2 separate regions of the Pan troglodytes genome follow, and region 1 is linked to region 2. A link is a contact called in public Hi-C data. All regions are on one chromosome and are shown on one strand. Each heading gives the region's core, a stretch centred on a gene start, on an enhancer-like site or on the middle of the called end of the contact. The rest is flanking DNA. Distances are from core to core; before and after follow the strand shown.

Region 1 (7,421 bases), core at 2,019-4,518, 520 kb after region 2:
AGGCAGGTGGACTGCTTGAGTCCAGGAGTTTGAGACCAGCCTGAGCAACATGACAAAACCCCATCTCTACTAAAAATACAAAACTTAGCCAGGTGTGGTGGCGTGCACCTGTAGTCTTAGCAGGGGTCTGAGGCAGGAGGACCACCTAAGCCTTGGGAGGTTGAGGCTGCAGTGAGCTGTGATCATGCCACTGCACTCCAGCCTGGGTGGCAGAGTGAGACCCTGTCTCAAACAAACAAACAAACAAAAAAAAAAAAGAAGGGCTTTCATAGCTAAAAGCACAGAACCATCAGGAAGGACAACTATGTGGGGACTTCATACAACTAAGTGGGGGCTTCATACATTAGGTCAGTGACCCCTTCAACAACTAAATGGGGGCTTCATACATTAGGTCAGGGACCCCTTAAACCACAAAGAGGCCTCTTTGGTTGAGCAGACTCAACATGCAGCCAATCCTGAGGGTAAAGATACCCTCAGTGGCCTCCACCCCACCTCTGGCTCCTAACTCACCTTGGAGTGAAGAATGGAGCCATGCCAGGCTTCCCAAACCAGCCCTCCGCCCAAACTCTCTGACCACTGAGGCTCCCACCAGAAGCCTATGCCACACACCTCCTTCTTGTCCTTGGATTTGTCAATCTCCTTCTTGAGCAGCTCCACACGCTGAAAAGACTCTCTGCTATCTGTGCTATAGACCAGGACGTAGCCATCAGTGCAAGAGAAGCAGTGTCGGGGCAGTTCGGCCCCATCTCGGAGCCCCCGGGTGTCATAGAAACGCACCTGCTCTCGCACCCCCCGGTCTGTCTCAATGGAGCCCACGTAGATGTCCTCCTGCGTCTCGATCATCTCCGAACCTGGTATAAAATGAGAAAACTGTCTGAAGTGGAGAGAGAGATGGGAAATGTGAGTGATGAGAGCATCTTAAGGCTGACCAAATGGGGAGAAAGGAATGTAGGGGGCTGAGGAGGCCAGAGAATTGACAGCCTGGCAGGACTGAAATGATTTGGGTTTAGGGGAACGAACATTAATTTCTTTCTTTTTTTGAGACGGAGTTTTGCTCTCGTTGCCCAGGCTGGAGTGCAATGGCACAATCTCGGCTCACCGCAACCTCCACCTCCCGAGTTCAAGCAATTCTCCTGCCTCGGCCTCCCGAATAGCTGGGATTACAGGCATGTGCCATCACACCCGGCTAATTTTGTATTTTTAGTAGACACAGGGTTTCTCCAAGTTCGTCAGGCTGGTCTCGAACTCCCGACCTGAGGTGATCCACCCGCCTCAGCCTCCCAAAGTGCTCGGATTACAGGCGTGATCCACCGCACCCGGCCAATGGACATTAATTTTATGCTAATTCCATGCTAAGCACAAGTGTGACATGACAGCTTCTCTTTCCTATCTTGGACATAGGGCTTTCTCCCTCCGGATTTGTTCAGTGTTGTAGAGTTGATCTGTTACAATGTAAGTTTTATTCTTCCAGGGGCGAAAACCACCAGGAACAGCTTTTAGCCTGTGTGTGTTGTGATCAAGTCCTATTCCTTATTTTTCAACTTCTTCCACTGTTCCTCCCCCTCCAACAACACTCACCCACTACATGGTTCCCATACAGAAGCTGCTCCAGGATTGAAGTTTTGCCCACAGACGCCTGGCCACACACGACCACCTTGCAGCTCTTCCCCATGCTTAGTTTTCAACCTTGAAGAACAGAAGCACGCTGGGTAAGGTGAGGAAAGAAAGCATCAACACAGAGGGCAATTACTAGCAGATGTTTTCTGGTGGACAAAAACCAAAACCAAAAAAACAGAAGGCAGAACGTCCATAACTGAGAGTTCTAAACTGAATGTATAGTTCTAAACTGAATGTATAGTTCCAGGGTTTCAGCACCATCCCAATGCTAGTCAGAGGAAACGGATGTCTCCGTGTCTACTACTGGATGGTAAGCTGTTATTTTATTCGTCTTTGTTATCCCCAGTACCTAGCCAGTATCTGTCACAGGGCAGGTGCTTGGAAATGCTGCCATAAAGGGAGAGAAGAGTCACTGGCCACTGGGCCAGGTTCCCTTCTGTGCGCAAGATGTAGAGGACCAATTAGTAAAGGGAGCTCAGCCCAGCTTCCTCTCTTTAACCATGACCCCATGGAGAATTAAGCAGGAACAGTGTTTTGTGTGGCTGTCTGAAGCCATCTGCTCCCTGGGGGGACTGAGCAAATAAAAAGGATAATCTGGGGCAGGGCACGGTGGCTCACGCCTGTAATCTCAGCACTTCGGGAGGCCGAGGTGGGCGGATCACAAAGTCAGGAGTTCGAGACCAGACTGGCCAACATAGTGAAACCTCATCTCTACTAAACATATAAAAAATTAGCCAGGCGTGGTGGCGGGTGCCTGTAATCCCAGCTACTTGAGAGGCTGAGGCAGGAGAATCGCTTGAACCCAGGAGGCGGAGATTGCAGTGAGCCAAGAATATGCCACTGCACTCCAGCCTGGGCGGCAGAGCAAGACTCCGTCTCAAAAAAAGACAATCTGCTTTCCTGTACGACTCATCTGGACAACAATCAATTCCCTCTAAACTCCAGTCAAGTCTATGGCTACAAAGAACATAAGACAAGAGAGAAAAGAATGAAGAAACCTACGGAAAAAAAGGCTTCAGAAAGGACATACTTTTTGCTGCCCTTGGACTGACAGACACAAAAGAGAAAGCTCAGATACAGAAACCCTAAGAGGTCCCAGACAGATATCTCCCCGAAGGCAAACTTCCAAACACAAGCCCCCCAAAAGCTCCAGACAAAGATCCCCCCCAGAGAGCAGAGATAGATCACTCCCAAAGACGGTCCCTAACAGAAACCTCTCCAGGAGAAGCTCCTGACACAGACCCCCTCTCCATATAGCGAGCTCCACAATAAAGGACACCATAAGAGTGGGCCAGAGGGGCCTCCGCCACAGATTTTCTCACGGGGGAGCCCCCAGAGGGAATGAGAGGCAGAGACCAGCCACCTAAAGCGGCCCGGAGGCGGAGGCCGATCCTAGCGCCGGACGAGCCTCGCCTCCCAGCTCCGTACCTCCCGGGGCCCCCGCAGCACCAGCGGGCCCTCCGAGCTCGCGGGGACCAGGGGAGGGGCAGCGCCGCCGCAAAGGCTCCAGTCTTCCTCCAGAGTCGGTGTAGGCTCCTCCAGGCCCCGCCCCCGCCGCCTGCCCGCTCCCCAGCTTCCGTCAGGCAAGACGAATTCCGGCAGCGGAGACAGAGCGCGGACCGCGCAGCTCCCCCAGAGGCCGGCGGGAGAATGACGGCCAGGACCTGGCCTGGGTGTGCGCGGGAGCCCAAGGTTCTAGACTCCCTGGACGCGGGCCGCTGGGTGTTCTGGTGTCTCTGAGGCCCAGATGTTCTCTCTGTAAAGGCGATCAGAGTACAGTAACTCTTCGTTTACTCAATCATTTATTCGTCAAATGTTTTCTGAGCATCATCTGTCTGTGCCAGGTGCAGGGCCATATACTGAGAGAAAGTGGACGAGTTAGACATGGTGGCTGCCCATCAGAACTCACGGTCTAGAGAAGCTAGATGTCTAACAACTACTGAGGTGCTGTGGGGCACAGCAAAAGGGCATTTAACTTTGAGTCAGCAGACACTGAAGGGCCTGGGGGAAAGGGTGTTCTAGGGTGGAGGAAACGGCTACAAGTCATGGCATTTTCTGAAACTATGAGAACTTGGGTTCAATATTGGTGGTAGAAAGGACCTAAATATTGGTACTCAAATTAAATTATTAAAAAAAAGAAACAGATAATCAAAGGCTTTGTGTGGTAGGCCAAAGAGATCAAATTGACGGCAATGGAAAGCCATTGCCAATGAAGAGACATGATCAGTCCCTGAGGAAGGTCACTCTGGCAGAAGAGGGAAGACTGAACAGAGATGAAATTAGAGACCGATTAGGAGACTATTGATGTATTCCAAGTTTTTTTTTTCTGTTGTTTTGTTGTTGTTGTTGTTGTTGCCGTTTTTGAGACAGGGTCTTGCTCTTTTCTCCGTGCTGGAGTACATTGGTGTGATCATAGCTCACTGCAGCCTCTAACTCCTGGGCTCAAGTGATCCTCCTGCCTCAGCCTCCCAAATAGCTGGTACTACAGATGCATGCCACCACACCCAGCCTATTCCAAGATTTAAAAAAATGATGAGCGCCTGAATCGGGATGGAAAGGTGGAGATAGATTTGGGAAATATTTGGTAGGAGAATCAACAAAACTTGGCAACAAATTGGAAGCCAAGAGTGAGAATGGTTTAATCCATTTAACAAGATACGGAATTTAGGAAAGATAATAATTACATCCAACATTTGTTTTTCCTGTTGTTGAGGTGTGGGTAGACAATGAAAAAGTTAAATTTAAATATGGTAAGCCTTGGGGATTTGTGAAACATACAAGAGATATCCAGTAGATAGTTGGATATACAGCTGTGGAAGCTGAAGAAAGGTCTAGGTTGGAGATATGAAGAGTTGAGAGTCATCAACAGATGGAAGTAAAGCTGTGGGAATAAATGAGTTGCCTTAGATAGAACATAAAGTGGGAAGATGGTGAGACAGGTTGGCTAGCATTAGACTGGACTATGAGCCACTGGCAGGCAGGGCAGGTGGTCTGTAAGTCTTGTGCCCTCACAACCTAGCACAGAGTAGGCGTTTTGGAAAGGGCTATTGAGTGATTGGCTCAACGAATGACCCCTCCTTTCCAACCTAGTGAGCTTGTCCTATCCCTCCCTACTCAGTGGTCGCTGTGGTTTCAGCTCCCTCCACACTGGGATAGGCAGAGTATGAGCATTGGCACATGCTGTTTTCCTGGAACAAACAGGTAAATCCTTTTAAAATTCCTTTGCCCTCTTCTTATTTTACTCTTAGCTTTACATTGTAAAGCTACTCCTCATACTCCTCCAATTTAACCCCAGAAAGCTCCAATTTAATTCAGCTCCACAAATAGTCGTTTGGGTGAGGGAATAACAACAAAGACAATTAAACTGTGCCCTTGTCCCCTATGAATTCTCAATCCAGACTGCATTCGGCAAGGCAAGCGTGATGAGTAGAGAGTTTATATAAGAGGTGGGAGTACTGGGGACACAAGAGCAAGGACCTCACCCCGCGAGCTTCCTTATAAACTCCAGGGCAGGGTCTGGGGCGCCATGTGTCAGCTTTCCTAGGCTTAATGCTGAGATGGCACTCCCAGGCGGCTGACATGAAAGGAGCCTTGTAAAAGGGTCAGCGTCATTAGGGTGATGAACCAGTTGGTGTTTGGAGATCCGGAGTGGATGAAAGGCGCAGGGTGAAGACGCCCTGCGTTCCCCTGGCTTGATTGGGCAGGGCTTCCAGAGAACGATGAAAGCTGGGGGAACTGGGCTCAAAGTGTCTCTTGACTTTCCCGGGAAGAAGCTGTGGACACACTCCAAGGTCGGAAAGGTAGCAGTGGGGACTCCTTCCCTACAGAGTCTTGGGTCACCTGGTCCCCACGCAACCCAGACTCCACGGAGCCTTTCAGGAAGACTCTCTAGGATTGGAAGTTGCTATGGCAATGAGGCTCTTGGAATACTGAAAACAGCCAAGCCCTAGAGAGGCTACCACCCGTACACCCCGCCTTCCCACCCACGGGTAAAGTGGCGCCGCCTACGCACCGGCACAGCCCCTGGGCTCCCGCCCCGGCGCGGAGACCACCGTGGACATCCGGGGGCGGGAGGCCGCTCTGGCCCCAAGCGGAGCCTCTCTCTGGTAGACGAGCCCGAGGGAGCCCTTCTGGGCGCGGCGCCGCTGAGCTGCTCTATGCTCCAACCGGAAGTGCTCTTCACCGCCGGCCTCCCACCCAGCTCTCTGGTCCCGGCGGTAAGATGGCGGCTGCCGCGGAGTGCGATGTGGTAATGGCGGCGACCGAGCCAGAGCTGCTCGACGACCAAGAGGCGAAGAGGTAACCGGGTAGCAGGGTAGTAGAGGAGGCGACCTGCAGCTCCGTGGCTCAGGGAAACTCGTTCCTGCCATGATGCAGCCCCCAGCTGTTGAGGCGATGCCCCGCCCTCCGCAAACACCCCCCCATCTGAGATCAAGGCCGGATGGACCCCCTGAAGGGGCGCTCTTGGGGGTCGGCCTTCCTCTCCCGCTTCCGCCTGGCGTAGGAGCTGAGGCATGGCCTTGTTCTCCAGCTGAGAGGACGATCGTCCTTATAGGAGAGGCCGAGTCTCCGAGGGCAATTTCAGAGGTCTGGTGCGAGGTGGGGGAAGCGGCGCGGCGTCGATGACGACTTCCTTACATCGCCCCCGACCCCCGCCTTCTCTTGTTAACTTCTGTGCATTGTTGCCTGTCTGCACTTTCCGTCTCCAAAACCTTTGCCCTCCTCACCCCGTTTTCCCTTGTAATTATACCCCAGCGATCACTAGTCTGGGTTCGAAGTGATTGTGTGTCTCCATAATTGACCTGGTTGCCCCCGGTTATCCCAGAAGTCAAAGATGACAGAGAAAAAAAGGAAGAGCGAGGGGCTTATCTCGTGTTCTCTACGTCAGACTCCTCTTCCCCTGTCCTTCCTGGGTGATCTTTATCCTTCCCAGCACTGTTCTTTCTTAAGTTAAGCACCAAGGAAGAGGGCAACTGCTTGGGCGCTGTTGGCACTCCGAAGCAGCTGCAGTGGTTCGAGATTGCCAGTCGGACTAGCCAAGGGAGCTGCTGAGTGAGTGGTTTTCGAGAACGCTCTAGATTCTGGCAACAGTTAGGCCAGATTATTGGAAGTGGGGTTGGAACAGAGTTGTGGGTAGTCATACTTGTTCTAATCCTAAAGCAGAATTGACAAGAAGGTTCTAGAAGTTTGGAGCCCTTTCCTTATCAGCTGCGGGTTAGTCTGACCCTTTTGTTCAAGATGTCTACAGTGCCTTCAGTCTCTTTGCAACATACTTTATATCTTCATACCAAGCCCGTTGTGTCTTCAGGCTGGGTAATTTGAGGTGGTGATGTAGAATTAGTTCATGAGATCTGAAATCAGGATTCTGAGATTTTTACTATCTGATGAGTTCGAAATATAAGAAGTACTCGGACGCAATGAATAGTTATCAAGCTTGAGGGTGGTTACCACAGCCAGATCTCAAGTTCCTGATCTGCTGGGAGCTGAGGGGCCTGACAAAGTGTAATAGGCCCCTGGGATATCAGAGAAGCCAGGACACCAGAGTCCAGTCTCTGTTCTTAATTTTGAGCTTTCATGTTGTTCCTACTTCTTCCTAGATATTCAAAGCTAAGCATCATCAACCCTTATACATCATTAAAGAGCTGCACAATGGGAAACAAAATTCCTCCCAGTGCAGACGGAGCTTAAATTAATTGTAGAGATTTACTTGTATTTGGAAAGAGTTCAGTGGTTCTTTATACTGTAAATAGGGATTTGGCCATAGGTTATTTATTTTTTATTTTTTTATTTTTTGAGACGGAATC
Region 2 (6,911 bases), core at 2,429-4,928:
GGTCTTTAACTCCTGACCGCAGGTGATCCATACGCCTCAGCCTCCCAAAACGCTAGGATTACAAGCATTAGCCAAGCGTCCGTCCAAGCAACACTCATTTTTCAAGGCTGGGCTCTGCCCTGAGCCCTTCCTGCCCCTCTCTCCCGGCAGAGGAGAGCGGAACACACATATATTCCTGTCTTTGTCCCCACATTGTATCCTTCAGCCAACATATCTCCCCTATCAGGGGTAAGCCCTTGGGCACCTTTCTTGCCGCCTCCCAGGACCCAGCACAGCCAGTTCTGGCAGCCTCAGACAGCTGGACCAAGTTTATTGAATGAATGAGTGAGTTTCCTGCCACCTGGTGATGGGGGCAAAGAGGCGGGCAGGGAGGCCACTGGCATGCATTAAGTCCTACGAGAGTATGGGAGCCAGACACTAGCAGGTGCAAAGGAGGTCATGGGGGGCACTAGCAAGGCTTCCTGAAGGAGGGGAGGTCTCAGGTGGGCCTTGAAGACTTTTCCCAACCACATGTGAGAGGATGGCTGGGAAGCACAGAGGAACAGGAGGGACAAGGGACACTGCAGCACCCCTGCTGCCACTCCTAAGGGCTGCCATTTGCTAGCACTCTGTGCAAAGTCACAGATAGATCGAGAGATAATTACAAACCCTACAGCAAAGTGGGTAGAGATCCCATTTTACAAGTAAGGAAACTGAGGCACAGAGCAGTCATGTCATCTGCCCGAAGTCACACAGCTAATTAGTAGCAGAGTCAGAAATCAAACCCAGGCCTACGTCCAGAGCTTGTTTGTTTGTTTGAGACAGAGTTTCGCTCGTCGCCCAGGCTGGAGTGCAATGGCGTGATCTCTACTCACTGCAACGTCTGCCTCCCAGGTTTAAGCAATTCTCCTGTCTCAGCCTCCTAAGTAGATGGGATTACAGGCGCATGCCACCATGCCCAGCTAATTTTTATATTTTTAGTAGAGACAGGGTTTCACCATGTTGGCCAGGCTGGTCTCGAACTCCTGACCTCAGGTGATCCAGCCAACTCGGCCTCCCAAAGTGCTGGGATTACAGGCGTGAGCCACTGCGCCCGGCCCAGAGCTTAAGTTTTTAAATCATGTTCTAGAAGGGAATAAAATTCCCTCTCTGAGCTAAGTGGAGGGGGTGAGCGGAACCTCACCTGGTGACAGCCTCGGGAACATGCCCCGCGAATGCAGGCAGCACTGGGGTCATGCCGAAGGAGCGCATCTGGTCCAGGACCCGGTGCTGGAAGAACAGAAGGAAGGGTGGTGAGCATGGCCACTGCTGTCCTATGAGAAGGCCCTCATCTCCCAGGATACACGGAGCCCCCCGCCTCAGTTAAGAGCCCTGGGGCCGGCCTAATACCACCCTTCCTGGGCCCATGACCATCTATCACCGATTCTGCCCCTTCCCTTTTCCATCCTTTTACCTGCAGGTAAAGCTGCTTGATGTGCCAGGAGGGGGGCAGGGGGCCATCCCAGGTGTGCAGGTTGCCCATTCGCCCCCAGGCCAGGAAGGCAGGACCAGTAAAGAACTCATTGATCTCTGCCTGGGTCAGGCCCAAGGCCAGGTACACCTGAGGAAGAAGGGCCCACACATAGAAATATATTCATCTTCGTTCATTCATTCATTCATTCATTCAACAACCATTCACTCATTGCTTCTTTGTGCTGGGCGCTAGGGCTACTGAGACAAAATCCGAACCCTGCCATCAAGGAGCCCACAGCCCAGAGGAAAGAGACCTGTGAGTAGGTGAGTTCACTGTGTCGCCTTTGTCGCATGGGTGAGGAGATGGGGCACAAAGGGGCTTTCCCCCAAGAGGAAGGCCTTAGAAGGCTTCATGGAGCAAGAGTGCCAGATGGAAGGGCAGGGCAGCTGTGTGAAGAGCTTAAGCAGCGCCTGGAGCAGCCGTTGCAGCACAGAAGCTTCCAGGGAGGCAGATCTAGAGCTGCCCATGAGTTGGATCCAAGGGACCAGGTGATTGGCTGCATAGGGGAGATGGGGGAAGGAGCCCCACTCCTCAAACTGGAAGCCTCAGTTTTTTGTTTTTTTTTTAGAAAGAGTCTCGCTCTGTTGCCCAGGTTGCTAATTCTTTGTATTTTAGTAGAGACGGGGTTTCACAATGTTGGCCAGGATGGTCTCGATCTCCTGAACTCCTGATCCGCCCGCCTAGGCCTCCCAAAGTGCTGGGATTACAGGCGTGAGCCACCGCGCCCGGCCGGAAGCCTCAGTTTTTAGGAGGCCCAAGCCATTGTGCACGCTGAAAGCACTTCTAGAGAGAGACACTGCGCCCATGCTGGGGGGCGGGTGAAAACACCTAGGGTGGCTCCCGCCATAGAGGAGGGTGGGGAGGGGACAGTGGGCACGCACCCGCTGCCAGATGGCCTCCTGGCCGCTCCAGGCCAGTGCCAGGTTGATGCCATTCAGCGCCATCCAGTCTATCTCTCGCTCCCAGCGGGCCCAGTCCCACCACACGAAGGAGTAGCTTTGCGTGCACACATTCTGGTAATAGCGGTACCTGCGGGCAGTGTCATGAGCAGGGGCGCATCCCACCCTGGAGGGTACACGGCCCTGGAACAAATCCCCCATCCCCCACCTAGAGGAGAGGAGAGGGGCTCCAAACTCGGCCCTTCTGCTGCACACTGGGACCCACCCCAGGTGGAGCTGAGACCAGGTACCCGGGCTGGGCTTCTGAGGCACTCGTCCCCTGCACTCTCCCAGGGCCCTCTAGCCTGGCGGGTATTTGGGTGGCATATTCCACTTTCATGCCACACTGCCAGAGCCCCTCCTCTGCACGGTGTTTTCCTGGAACGGGGAATCCCTGCCCCCACAGTCTAACAGATGGGCAGGGGAGGACAGCTGTGTGAACACATCACTCCATAGTGTGGCAGGCGCTGGAACACAGGCCTGTGGGGTGGGGGATGGAGGCGTCCTTCCTCAGCCCGCAGGTTCAAAGAGAAGGTGGGGGAGGAAGGCAAGAAAATTCACTCATCACCAATTGTGCACCACAAATTCTATGCCCATCATCGTGCAAATCCTCACAATAACACTGCACGGTAGGCGTCTTCTTTCCGTTTTTCAGGTGGGCCAGCCGAGGCTCTGAAAGGCACAGTGGCTGGCTCAAGGCCACACAGCTGCTGGAGGCGGCGCAGCTGGGCCTTCCGGCCAGCGCTCCCCGCTCAGCCTCCCGATTTGGGTGGCAGCGGCTCCGGGAGGGGGTAAGCGCCTCGGGCGGACGCGGGGAAGCTTCGGGGCGGTACCTGTTGGGCGTGGCCTCGGTCAGCTCCCCCGGCACGGCGGGCAGTGGCCGCGGCAGGCGCAGCTGAGAGCCGGACCAGGCCACGTGGCAGCCACAGAAGTCGCGCAGGTAGCGGTGCAGCCCCGCGGCGGCCGCCACGCCAGTGGAGCCGCGCACCCGCACGCGCGCCGCGCCGCCGCCGCCCAGGCTGTAGGTGTCCAAGCCTGGCTTGGCAGCCAGAGCGCGCTCCACCGACACGGAGAAGTCGGCCGCGGGGCCTGGCCCCAGCAGCCGGGCCACGAGCGCCCGCACGGCCGCCGCCTCCCGGGCCTCGTCGCCTGCCGCGCCCCCGGCCCCGGCCAGGAGAAGGACCCCCACCGCCGCGGCCACCGCCACCGCCTCCATGGTCTCAGTCCTGCGGATCCCGCGACGGCCAGGGGGTGGGGCGGCCCGCGTCCAATCAGCTGCCGGCCTCCGGCCACGTGGACCCGAAGGCCAAGCCCGGGCTCAGGGCCAGGAGTCGCGGCTTCCGGGTACCAGGATACTCCCTTGGGGACGTCTCGTGACCGCACGCGGTGGGGAGCGTGTGACCCTGGCTCCAGGGCCGAAGGGGACCCGCTGGCCCTCACAGAGCGCCTTCGGGTAAAACGCGCTTTCACACGCAAATAACTTCCATCCAACCATCTAATAAATACACATTTGGAGTTTATTTTGTATCAGGCACTGCCATAGCTACTTCCCTACTGATGAACGAGAAGACGGTCCCTACCGTCCCCGTCAGGGAGGTGACCTAGAAACCAGATATTTAACGTAAGTAAGGATTTCCATCATAGTTGTGATGCTGCGAAGTAGTGCAGTAAGTAGCGAAGTAACGAAGTAAGGTTTCCAAAGGAAGTGACTTTTAATCTGAAACTCAGGGATGAATAGGAATTGGCTAGAAGAGGGAAAGGAAGAGCCTTCCAGACAGAAGAAATGCATTTATTGAAGGCCCTGAGAAGGCAGAGAACTTGCAGATTTGAGTAACAGGCTAGGAGGTTCGAGGAGGGATGGGGCCATGTGAGCCCAGGCCGGCCGTGGAGCAGGGCTGGCGGGCACGTTAAAGGCTGTCCATTGGCGGCAGCAGCAGCAACATGACAGGAGCTGTCATTTTGTCAGAAGTTTCCAACCAGAGCGACTCCATCTTGAACAGGGGCTGGGTAAAATGAGGCAGAGACCTGCTGGGCTGAATTCCCAGGAGGTTAGGCCTTCTTCGTCACAGGATGAGACAGGAGGTCAGCACAAGGTAAAAGGTCACAAGACCCCGCTGATAAAACAGAATGCAGCAAAGAAACTGGTCAAAACCTGCCAAAACCAAGACAGGAAGGTGACCTCTGATCGTCCTCACTGCTCATTATACGCTAATTATAATGCATTAGTATGCTAAAGACACTCCTAGCAGCGCCAGGCAGTTTACAAATGCCATGGCAACGTCCAGAAGTTACCCTATATGGTCTAAACAGTGGAGGAACCTTCAGTTGGGGGGGATCCCCACCCCTTTTCTGAAAAATTCATTACTAACCCACCCCTTGTTTATCATATAATCAAGAAATAACCATAAAAATAGCCAACCTTAGGCCAGGAGCGGTGGCTTACGCCTGTAATCCCAGCACTCTGGGAGGCTGAGGCTTGCAGGTCACCTCAAGTCAGGGGTTTGAGACCAGCCTGGCCAACATACAGTGAAACCCCGTCTGTACTAAAATACAAAAGTTAGCCAGGTGCTGGGCGCGGTGGCTCACGCCTGTAATCCCAGCACTTTGGGAGGCCAAGACGGGCGGATACGAGGTCAGGAGATCGAGACCCTCCTGGCTAACACGGTGAAACTCCATCTCTACTAAAAATACAAAAAATTAGCCGGGCGTGTTGGCGGGCGCCTGTACTCCCAGCTACTCGGGAGGCTAAGGCAGGAGAATGGCGTGAACCGGAGAGGCGGAGGTTGCAGTGAGCCGAGATCACACCACTGCACTCCAGCCTGGGGGACAGAGCAAGACTCCCTCTCAAAAAAAAAAAAAAAGTTAGCCAGGCTTGGTGGCACACGCCTGTAGTCCCAGCTACTTGGGAAGCTGAGGCAGGAGAATCGCTTGAACGCTGGAGGTGGAAGTTGCAGTGAGCCAAGATCGTGCCATTTGCATTCCAGCCTGGATGACAGAGCGAGACTCCATCTCAAAAAAACAAACAAACAAACAAAAAAAGTTGAAAGAGGCCTGGAATCAGATATCAACTTTAGATACTAGGGAAGTATGATTTTTTTTTTTTTTTAATCTCAGCTCACGGGAACCTCAGCCACCCAGGTTCAAGCCATTCTCCTGTCTCAGTCTCCTGAGTAGCTGGGATTACAGGCACGTGCCACCAAGCCCAGTTAACCTTTGTAGGGATGGGATTTCACCATGTTGTCCAGGCTGGTCTCAAACTCTTTTTTTTTCGTAAACATTTTATTCATTTTATAGAGAGATTTCTTGTTTGCTTTTGTTCTGATCATTAGGAGTGGTTGAGGAGTACTGAACCCATCACTACTTTCATGACACAGGTAAGAGTCCAGATTCACATTTCCAGGTACCAGGAGTTCCCTCTAAATGCCACAATCAAGTCAGCCTTCATTTACATTTCTTTCTACTGAACACAGCAATGCCCACTGGTATCTCTGAAGCGTAATCGCATCTTAAGTAAAGCAGCTGTTTGGAATTTAACACTCCCCTTCTTTTTTGTCTTATAAACTGAACTGCATCTACGTACTTCATTCCACATTCAATCAAAGCAAGTGCAACCAGCACAGGTGCCCTTCCCAATTCCACAACGCAATGCACTGCAACACAGCAACCTGGCTCTTCATGAAATTTGGTGTTTAACAGGTTTAACCAATCATCTACTATCTGATTAGGGGATGGAGCTCCATCATCAAATGGCCAATCTAGAACGTGGATTCCTTCTTTTTCAACTGGAGCTTTATCATATGTAGCATCACAAACTCAAACCGAAGTCGTCACTCCATACTTCTTAAGTTCCTCTGTGAACTCGTTGAGAGTAGCATTGGTAGGGTTGTGAGTTATCAGAAAACGCATGTTCTCATAGGAGATCTTCACAGGGGCTAGACGGTTCATTATGGCAAATAAAAAGTGTGAGCGTGCCTGTGAGTGTGATGGGGAAAGTGAAAAAAAAAATCAATAAATCTTGAAATGTTTCACAACAGAAAACATTAAAAAGACCATGAAAATGCCTATTATCAATCAGTGTTTTCTCTATTCAACTTGTTTATTCCTTATGAAGCTTCTCTCTTCAAGATAAGCAAAGTATTTAGAATCCACTTGAATCCAAATTCAATTTGGGCCTCAATTTCTGCAGATGGATACCTTCGGACTCCAAAAAACCCAACTACATACAAAACTGAAGCAGCCTTTACTACATTTAGGCACTAGTGAGACAAGTTAAAAGTGTAGGTCACTTTCCACTTGTTTACTTGATGCTTAATTTTACTGGAGTCATTCAAAGAAATATGCTTGCAATTAAAAAAAAAAAGCTGGCCGGACGCGGTGGCTCACGCCTGTAATCCCAGCACTTTGGGAGGCCGAGGCGGGCGGATCACGAGGTCAGGAAATCGAGACCATCCTGGCTAACACGGTGAAACCCCGTCTCTACT

Evidence for each region. A called contact is a pair of places that touch in the nucleus more often than the background predicts.
Region 1: a Hi-C map of stem cell-derived neural progenitor cells shows a contact between it and region 2, with 3 times the contacts expected there. The contact joins the promoter of NKIRAS2 here to the promoter of NAGLU in region 2. A contact is called at or near these places in 1 of 7 Hi-C or Micro-C datasets (stem cell-derived neural progenitor cells) and 1 of 1 datasets of contacts at active chromatin or transcription factors (stem cell-derived excitatory neurons).

What each region holds. Positions count from the first base shown.
Region 1 is chr19:26,120,802-26,128,222 of NHGRI_mPanTro3-v2.0_pri, forward strand. It overlaps NKIRAS2 (NFKB inhibitor interacting Ras like 2), which reads right to left and starts at 3,269. Exons shown (of 4, transcript NM_001279916.1): 1 at 3,046-3,269; 2 at 1,579-1,686; 3 at 610-851. The coding sequence starts at 1,672. DNAJC7 (DnaJ heat shock protein family (Hsp40) member C7) reads left to right here and starts at 3,363. Exons shown (of 15, transcript XM_054670895.2): 1 at 3,363-3,561; 2 at 4,736-4,818. The coding sequence starts at 3,502.
Region 2 is chr19:25,604,193-25,611,103 of NHGRI_mPanTro3-v2.0_pri, forward strand. It overlaps NAGLU (N-acetyl-alpha-glucosaminidase), which reads right to left and starts at 3,679. Exons shown (of 6, transcript XM_523654.8): 1 at 3,264-3,679; 2 at 2,374-2,521; 3 at 1,433-1,579; 4 at 1,163-1,248. The coding sequence starts at 3,646. It also overlaps the pseudogene LOC134808859.